Linked DNA regions of Mus musculus: regions 1 and 2 are each linked to region 3. The links are chromatin contacts, called in public HiChIP or PLAC-seq maps. All regions are on one chromosome and are shown on one strand. The core of a region is the stretch at or near the end of the contact, and the rest is flanking DNA. Distances in the headings are between cores, read along the strand shown.

What was found. HiChIP or PLAC-seq counts read pairs in DNA pulled down with a chosen protein or histone mark.
Region 1: a contact with region 3 is called in a FOXA1 HiChIP or PLAC-seq map of pancreatic cancer cells. The contact joins the enhancer-like site here to the promoter of Tsg101 in region 3. A contact is called at or near these places in 2 of 39 promoter capture datasets (cranial neural crest and pre-B cells), 2 of 115 datasets of contacts at active chromatin or transcription factors (CD8 T cells and pancreatic cancer cells) and 3 of 9 other capture datasets (adipose tissue, liver and pancreatic islet).
Region 2: an H3K4me3 HiChIP or PLAC-seq map of bone marrow-derived macrophages shows a contact between it and region 3, with 2.8 times the contacts expected there. The contact joins the enhancer-like site here to the promoter of Tsg101 in region 3. A contact is called at or near these places in 16 of 39 promoter capture datasets (the 3T3-L1 cell line, the C10 cell line, the HPC-7 cell line and 11 more), 6 of 115 datasets of contacts at active chromatin or transcription factors (bone marrow-derived macrophages, embryonic stem cells, large pre-B cells and 1 more) and 3 of 9 other capture datasets (adipose tissue, liver and macrophages).

Annotation. Positions count from the first base shown.
Region 1 is chr7:47,112,315-47,115,304 of GRCm38.p6, forward strand. Ptpn5 (protein tyrosine phosphatase, non-receptor type 5) reads right to left here. Exons shown (of 14, transcript NM_001163565.1): 2 at 407-483. The coding sequence starts at 431. It overlaps Gm14377 (a long non-coding RNA gene), which reads left to right. Exons shown (of 4, transcript XR_003946769.1): 4 at 1-754. Among named protein-coding and RNA genes, the nearest start is that of Gm14377, 18 kb to the left of the region's middle. Within about 2 kb of position 1,322, at least 38 of the 459 cell types and tissues checked have an H3K27ac peak or open chromatin away from gene starts, as enhancers often do. A contact at or near this core is called in CD8 T cells and pancreatic cancer cells, where this site is marked.
Region 2 is chr7:47,156,595-47,159,403 of GRCm38.p6, forward strand. No RefSeq gene overlaps it. Among named protein-coding and RNA genes, the nearest start is that of Ptpn5, 25 kb to the left of the region's middle. Within about 2 kb of position 1,352, at least 32 of the 459 cell types and tissues checked have an H3K27ac peak or open chromatin away from gene starts, as enhancers often do. A contact at or near this core is called in bone marrow-derived macrophages and pre-B cells, where this site is marked.
Region 3 is chr7:46,918,156-46,921,257 of GRCm38.p6, forward strand. Tsg101 (tumor susceptibility gene 101) reads right to left here and starts at 1,814. Exons shown (of 10, transcript NM_021884.4): 1 at 1,666-1,814. The coding sequence starts at 1,707.

The DNA of each region.
Region 1 (2,990 bases), core at 72-2,571, 190 kb after region 3:
TTTCTAACCAGGCTTCTCTGCAGGACTGACAGGCAGCTCTGCATGCTGCTTGGCCACCCTCAGCTCAGACCATAGCATCTGGTTTAAAATCTTCTCCACTGCTCCCGAGGCCTTCACTGACACATCACTGATCAGCGGCTCTCTGTGCTGGGCTCCCTGGCCTACTCTCTTCCTTTTTACCCCTAAGCACATCTTCAGCTGTCTGCTCTTCTTCCCAGAGGAGGCAGAGCTGCCCCAAAGGATACTAGGTCAGAAAGACACTCAGGGTTTGAGCAACAAATCCCCATCTATACAGATACCTTGGAACAGCAAGTTCACAGTCAGCCAGGTCTCTGGTTCTGTGTCAAGTGGTACCTTCTTCCCCAACTTTGAGTTCTTGAGTCATAGGAGTGTGGAGGACACTTACCCAACAGCCTCTCACTACAGCACATGTCCAGGGTTCCTCCCTCGGAGTCATCAGCAGCCTGGCTCTCTCTCTCACTCCTGTAGTGGGAGAGAAATTGTTAGGAGAAGTTGGTGGTCCAGGATTGAGCCCCAGCCGTTAGCAAAGACGAAGAGCTGCCCCTTCAGTATCCCTTTGATTCGCTCCACTTCATCAGGAGGACCCATGGGAAAGAACAGCCCCTATGGCGTCAAGCTGTAGAAGAGGGGCTGGATTTTGCAGGTGTCTCCTGTGTAATCTCATCATCACCACAGCCACCACCACCACCTCCTCCTCCTCCTCATCTTCCTCCTCCTCCTTCTCCTCCTCTTCCTCCTCTTCCCCCTCCACAAGACTGGTTTACCTTCCAGAGACTCTGAAACACAGTCCTTACCATGACTCCAGGAAATAATGTTCATCAAACAAAGCTTAGTAGTTTATGTGACTTGCCCAAGGTCTCATCAGAGTGAAGCTGGGCTTGAAGTTACACTGGAGAACTCCAAGCTAAAGCTCTTACTGCTGTGCCATTCTAATTCCTTTGTTAGTGATGATGATGATGCTATATATATATATATATATATATATATATATATATATATGTGTGTGTGTGTGTGTGTGTGTGTGTGCACATTTGAATGCAAAAGTGGGGGCCGTGGGAGTTGGGTTTGCGAACAGCCTCTCAACCCTGAACTTGCTTTACTATAAGAGCACCCCTAGATAGAAGGTAACCCGAGTCAGTGGACGACGATGTTAGGCAGAAAGATAAGCAAGGTATCTGGATGGGGACCCACAAGTGACTCACACCTGCTTTCACACCCCAGCCACATTCAGAATAGCTCAGCGCTGCATGCATGCAGTGGACTCTATAAATAAGCTTCCTAGAAAATGACTAATTTCATAGTCAGAAAAGCAGAAAGAGTAGCACCCAACACTGTGGAGGAAAATGGAGCAAGATTTGGTTCTGCCCTGTGCTGGACTCCAGCCCCTGCCCCTTCAGAGCTGTGTATCTCGACTCTGGCAGGAGTTTGATCAGATTTCCAAAACTAAGATGCTCCATTCACACAGCACAGAGAAGCCCTGACTCTGGGTACTGCCTTTCTCTTTGCCCACCAGGAGCAGATATAGCAGCATGGAATGGATTGCTGTGGGCAACCCTTTCCACTTCCTCTGTCAGCTGGGCAACACTTGCTAAAACTCGCCTGTGTCAACTCACTCAATAGCTTCCCATTGCTGTGCTTAGAATCAGAGAGCCTCAGAAATGATGGGGTACCTTCGACATGCATTTGCCAAGCAACCCCTGTGAGCAAGAGCTTTGGCAGTCCAATGCAGTGCTGGGTGAGCCAGGGTCCTTCCCATCTGACCAAAGAGCTGGAGATGCTAACATGATTGTGTCATGGCATCCATCTCTTTAACTGATGTCTGGACATAAGTTCCACTCAAGGGGAGAGTTCCCCTCAAGTCTGTGGGAGGAGGAAGTGTCCTCCAAAGGGAAGGCTGGAACTACTTCTTAAAGGATATTTCTATAGATGACAGGCTGCCAGAGTGAGAACTTGGGCAGTACAAATGTTTCATTTTGGGGCACCGACTGGAAGTAGTCTGGTCAGAAGAATGAGAAAGCAGGTGAGACTTCTCTCAGAAATCATGAGCTCTACCTCTTGGATGGGGAGTCCTTTTTGCATGTGGCCGTGTACTGAGAGGTAGCACAAGGCTCCCAGAGCCAGCCTGGGTTCAGGAAGTCTGCAGCAGGAGTGGGCGGAGTTAGCGGCATAGATGTAAGGAAGGGACTCAAGATTCAGCAGGTGGCATTTGGCCATGAAGTCTTCATAGCACAAAACCTAATGTTTATTTCTTTACTGCTTTATTGAGACAGTGTTGTTATGCAGCTCAGATTAGTCTTGACTCCTGATCTTCCTACCTCTGCCCTTGAATGGTGGGACTGTAGGTGTGTACTACCACACCTGGATGAAACCCATCATTGTACACTGAATAAACCTATACCATCTAATACCAGCATTACCTAGTGACAACATGTTTTCACCTCCCCCAAAGGAAACCCCATATACCTATTAAGGAACCATACTTCATTCTCCATCCCCTAATCCCTTGGCAACCTCTAATTTTATTCATGTTTCCATGGCCGATTCTGGATATTTCACGGAAGTAGAGCTACACATGAAGACTTCCATGTCTTGTTCCTTTCACTTAGCATAATGTCTTCAGGGTGCATCCAAGCTGGTTACCGTTACTAGCCTGTTCTTTATTCTTTTCTATGGGTGAATAATCTCCCACTGTATGGACAGACAACATTTCATTATCCACTCATTAGCTGATGGACACGTAGATTGCCTCTGCCTTTGGGCTTTTGTGAATGGTGCTACTATGATCCAGTGCTACTATTATCCCCACGAGCTTAGGACTTTGGGCCATCGCTTCCCTGTCCTGGGCATGTTCCTCATCTGCAAGTAAGGTGGTCACATCCCAGGCTTCTTGCAGCCTGGATATCATCACCATTACTTTTAACAGCCCCTTCATGCCTGTGGGTATAATTACATAGTTATACACCCAGCCT
Region 2 (2,809 bases), core at 102-2,601, 240 kb after region 3:
CTCCCTCCCTCCCTCCCTCCCTCCCTCCCTCCCTCCCTCCCCCTTCTCTCTCTCCCTCCTCCCTCCTTCTCTTCCTTCCCCCTCCCTCTCTTCCTTCTTCCTTCCCTCCCTTCCTCCCTTCCCCTCCCCTCCCTCCCTCCCTTCCCTCCCCTCCCCCCTCCCTCCCTCCCTCCCTCCCTCTCTCACTCCCTTCCCCTTCTCTCTCTTCCTCCCTCCCTTCCTTCCCGCCCTCCCTCCCCTCCCCTCCATTCCCCTCCCCTCCCTCCCTCCCTTCTTCCCTTCCCCTTTTCTCCCTCCCTCCCTCCCTCCTCCCTCTCTTTCTTCCCCCCTCCCTCTCTTCCTTCCCCCTCCCTCTCTTCCTCCCTCCCTTCCTAGTGACTTTGAGGTTTGGATTCATTGTATTTTTCCTGATTTTGGCATCGTGGCAGTACTGATTACACACAATGGATTTGAAAGTGTTCCCATTTCTTACATTACCTGAAATATATTCGAGTCAGTAGCCTTCTCTGCTCCTTAAATGCTGATGCAATTCCTCAGTGAAGTCATCCTGGGCCATGGCCTTTCTCTGTAGAAAGGTTTCTTACTGTGAATTCGACACCTTTTACTTGGTGCAGTAATATTCACTATGTAGCTCAGGCTGGGCTTGAACTTACGTGCTCCAGCCTTTGCCTTCCAAGTGCTAGGATTGTTGGTATAACGCTGTACCTGGCTTATTTTACTGTTATCTGTCTGTCTGTCTGTCTGTCTGTCTGTCTGTCTATCTACCTACCTATCTATCTATCTATCTATCTATCTATCTATCTATCTATCTATGCATGTATGTATGTATGTATGCATGTATGCATGTATGTATGTATGCATGTATGTATTTATTTATGTTATGCTCTGAATGACTTAAAGCTGTAGCTTTCCCTGTAAGGTTGTGACTGTACTTCCTCCCACTGTTCTGGGTTCCTTCTTCCTTTTCAATCAGCACCCGCTTCTGCTTCCATACATATTTCATTTATTATTTGTAAAGAAGAACGAAATCACGACATTTGCAGGAAACTAGATGGAGCTGGAAATCATTATATTAAGCAAAATAAGCCAGACCGAAAAACAAATATCACAGTGTTAACTGTTAAAGACATATCTAGTGGGGGGAGGTAGAGGCTCTTCACTGGTCCAGTCTGCTTCTTGACCTTTTCCTTGGTTCCTGGATGAAGAGTTCCCCCCTCGTTCATTCACAGGGGGGGGGGGCATTCATTCACATTCTGTTGGGCATTTTGGGGAGCCACCTGGAGGGTCTGTCACTGTGGCTGCTGCTAACCGAAGCAATGAGGAAGTAAATGCTAGGGTTGGTGCAGCTGTTAACTGCACAGAGTGTAACCGGATGGAGCGGCTAGGAGGACACTGAAGCTCATACAATCCATACAATCCGTGACCAGCCAATTCTAAAGCAAGCCACAGATGAGGGAGACCAGCACTGCAGGCAATGGAGTCCACTGGGAACTACAGAGGATCGTGATCCGCAGACTGGGCTGGGCTGGCGCGGGAACCTTTCTGGAATAAGTACTCCGACACCAGTGAGAGTCGAAGACAGGAACTGTCACAGTGGGCCGAAGTCAGGACAGCTCCTGAAAGCTCCTGGACTTCAATGCCAGGCCCAGTTTGTATTCTCATGTTATACTCTAAAACCACACTGAGGGGTGTGGCTGCCAGCAGGTTGTGAAGGGCACCGACCCATTGTTTTAGCTGTTTTTCCAGGTCATTCTGATCCTGTAGTAATAAATATTAAAAAAAAAAAAAACAACAAACAAACCAAAACCAACAACAAAAAACAAACCCTGTCATGGGGTTTCTACCCACCTTGGATCATTTATGTTCTTGGATGAAAAAAACACACAGCCTTTATATTTTTAAATATGCCTTAGGCAGCACAATAGCTGGGCAGCTGCCTATCCTCCATGCTGTTAGAATCACCCTTTCTATCAATAAACCAGGTTATTACTTACTGTTCCATCTGGACTGCTCTTAGCTCCAACTGGCCAGCCCACATGTCCACATTATTATGGCTCAGCTAACCCGTGGTGGCTCTCCTTTTTCCTCTCCTGCACATTCTTCTTCTATTCCATAGCAGCTTCTCTCCTTCTCTCCTTTACCCCGCCTGTGTCTCTTCTTCCCAGCTACTGGCTGGCAGCATCTTTATTTACCAATCAGAATCAACTGGGGTAGGGTTCTTTCATGTCTTATGTGAGGACTCTCTTTGGGGCAAACAGTTTTGGGGGGGTGCAAATTAGCATTAGAATACAAGCAACATTAGTCCAACCCACTATAAATAGCAAATAAAGTCATGCTTAGCAGATAGGCCATACGAGTAGTGCATTAAGTAAATCACTAATAAATCAGTGTTTAATAATTGGTCCTTTCTACTGCAGTCTACTTCATTCCCCCGTCCTCCCCTTCTTCACACCTTGTGAATCCGTGTTGAAGAAATGGGTGGATGCCCCTGCTGAATCACCTCCATTGCATTCCACTGACTCTCGTGTACCTTTAGCCTTACTCCTTTAATAACTTCTTGGCATCTCCCCCACACTATTGTTGGCTGGTTAGAATAAAGACAGCATTTCCCATTTAAAACCGTGGCTGCGTCATCCTTGCCAGTACTAATTGTCCAGTCCTCTGGGATTTTGGAGGAACATTGCTGTCAATGAATCTATTTCATTCTGGAGAGTGACTGTGTTTTCCTGAACAATGGTTTTTCTTGATCTGAGTATAGAGCTGACAGTGTTGAACTGGTTGGATGCAAGACTGGTGTTCTCTTGTTTCT
Region 3 (3,102 bases), core at 564-3,063:
TGTCAACTTCCCAATGCTATTGCCATGACTTTGATAGTGGCTTCCACGTAATCAAGCTCAGAAGTACAGGTTTTAGTCTGGTTGATCCCACTGTCAGATCCCTACAATTTATGGAACAATAGCAGCTTGTGTTTTGGAGACAGGGTCTCACTATGAAGACCAAGCTGGCCTCAAACTCAAGAGATATACCTCCCTTTGCCTCCCAACCCATAAACATGTATGGCACCAGTTCAAACTCAATAACAACTTTTATTATGACCACTTTCTCCTCCCCAGTTAGTAGTGACTCATCTTCTATTGTAAAACATTGTATGTAAAAAACAGGTTACTGGTATGAACAAAGTAGAGAGTTATTTGCATAAAGAACGATAGACTAACTGTAGAAATATACTTAATTGGTAAAAATCACAACCAAAAATGGTGCTAAAAAAGTCTGCTTAGGATGGGAGATAAGATGATGTTCAAAGGAGAAAAATGATCTGAAGCGAGGTTAAAACACCAAAACTGTCTGTCTCTCTCTCTGGGTGAGCCAGAATGTCTTGATAAGGACAGAGATCCCCAATCAGATGAAGTTAATGGGCTACATCTTCTAAAAGCTTAATTGAGGCTTTGAAAAACAAATGATTTGAAGGTAAAACAGTACTATATCGACCTTTACCGGGACCTCGTACATTCCCCCAGACCCCTGTGTCATTACAGATAACTACAGGGAAAAAAAAAAAAAAAAAAAGGAAGCCTAAAAGATTAAATGGTTAGACAACCAAGAGACAAGAGGTTTGGTCTTCAAGGACTCAGGGAAATGACTTTACTAAAAAAGATCTAGTTTTACAAAGAATAAAAAAAGAAGAAAAAAAGAAAAGAAAAATTTTATGTTTTGAAATGCGGTCTCACTGTGTATCCCTGGCTGGTCTGGAACTCACAATCTGTCCTGATCTGTCGTCAACTGCCTACAGAGCGCTGGAATTAAAGGCCTGTGCCACCACGCCCAGCGTATTCGTGTTTCCTTGTAAACTAGAAACTTCTTAACCCCACGATCTCTATTATTGCTCTGATAAGAGCATCAAAGTCAACTTCAATGACTAAAGGAGTTAGGGCTCAACTACGTTACATAAATTTCATTCCAATTAAATTTGGTAAATTACAAAAAGCAAGGCATTCTGGAGTCCGATGCGCAGTATTAAGTACTAAGTAGCTAATGTGCAAAATATCCAAAAGGCCTTTTAAAAAGTGAGAGGAAAAAAAAAAAACCCACAACCAGTCAAGCAGTAAGAATTTTTAAGTTCAACTCAAAGTAAACAAGCAAACAACTGCGTTAATCACAGTTAATGCAAACAATGGAATGCAACTGCAGAGTTCTCTGGAGCGGGGAAGGGCTGCCAAGCTCGATTTTCTGGCTGCTCTACTTCAGCGAACCAATTGCACCAAGAGTTCCCGAGCTCCGGTGGGATGTGCCGGGTTGGGCCGGGGAGAGGCGCGCGGGGACTGGTTCTGAGCAGGGCCGGGCTCCGGCCGGCGGGGACCGTCAGCAGCGCCGGGCAGACAGCAGCGGCCGCGCCAGGCACGACCCCGCTTTTGTTTATGGAGGCGAAGGCGGGAAGGGCCGCTCCGCAGAGGGAAGGCGGCCTAGCCCAGCCCGCGGGGCCGCCCCGTAGGGCGCGGGCTCACCTTGGACATCATCTTCTTCAGCTGACTCTCGGACACCGCCATGGCGCGCTCCTCCGTCCCCACAGGCAGAGGGTAGGCGCCACGGGGCCGCCCCAGGCCGCCAGACAATCGCCGCCGCCGCCGCCCCGCCCCTGCGAAGCAGGAAGCCGGCACGTTGTGCTTCCGCTTCCCGCGCGTCACTTCCGGGGCCGCTGGTCTGCGGTGCGAAGTCGGGCGAGAGATCAGGTCCGGTCCACGGGTGCCCGTGGTGCGGTTGTTTGCAAGCCTTTCGCGGTCCCGAAGTCCCGGCCCTCTCGCGAGCCTTGCCACCCGCTGCGGCTCGGAAGGTCCTGGGCTCGCGTCGCTCACAGAACTAGCTCGTGGACACTCTAGACACTTTTAGGTGACTGCGCCCGAGGCACCTCTGATTATCACATCCGTTTTTGTTACTGCAGTTTAAACGCTCGAAAGCCCTTCATGTCAAGTTCGCAAGGGCAAAGGAGATTTTTTTTCCCCCGTTAGGAAGCTATGCGGTAATTTTCTCCTCTGGATACTTTCCCCTAACAATTCCAGTGTGCCCACATAAAGATTAGACAGGCCGCAGTCTGCCTTGCTTGAGGGCAGGCTTCTTTTCAGATTATAAAGAATTTACCCCTTCAAACTTCTGAGTTTGAAGCCTCTCCAGTGTTAATCCCAAAAAGGCAAGGAGCAAGATCATGGACCCAAATCATCATAGCCAAATTAATTAAAGCAAGCAATTAATTAAAACCTTTTAATTTGTGTACAGGAAGTCAGCTTTGGACATAGGCTAGAAAATTGGTCTTATAGCTCAGGGGTAGGGAGTTTCCAAATGGGTGATTTGGCAGGTACATAGGCGGGTTACAGGAACAGAACAAAATGGCCATAACACATCTTGTGAAACAAAGACGTGGTTGCAAGGGGGTCTTAACAAGGTACTCATGACAAAGTGACCATGACAGGTGGTTATAAGGACAGGTGGTCATAATAACCTTTTGAAACAAAGGCATTGGGTGCCGTATAGAAACATTTGAAGATAAGGTTACAGGTGGGGCATAGCCCAAACCCTTGAGAAACAGATTTAATCATAAACAGGAACGATGCTGATGGCTTTCAAGCCTAAAAATGGAGACAGGCTGGCCTCATCACCAGCCCAATTTTCAGATCTTAATTGCCTTGTAGAATACAAGAGGTGATACTCAATCTCAATTGAGTTTCTATTTCCAATAAATGCTTGTTAGAGGGGCTGAAGGGATAGCTCAGCAGTAAAGAGTACTTGTTGCCCTTGCAGAGGGTTAGGGTTAGGTTCTCAGTTACAGGGACTCCTGATAGCCTCCATGGGCACCAGGAATGCAGATGGTACACACACATCCAGTGCAGGCAAAACACTCATGCTGGTAAAATAATCTTTAAAATAAAAAGCGACATATTAACCATCAA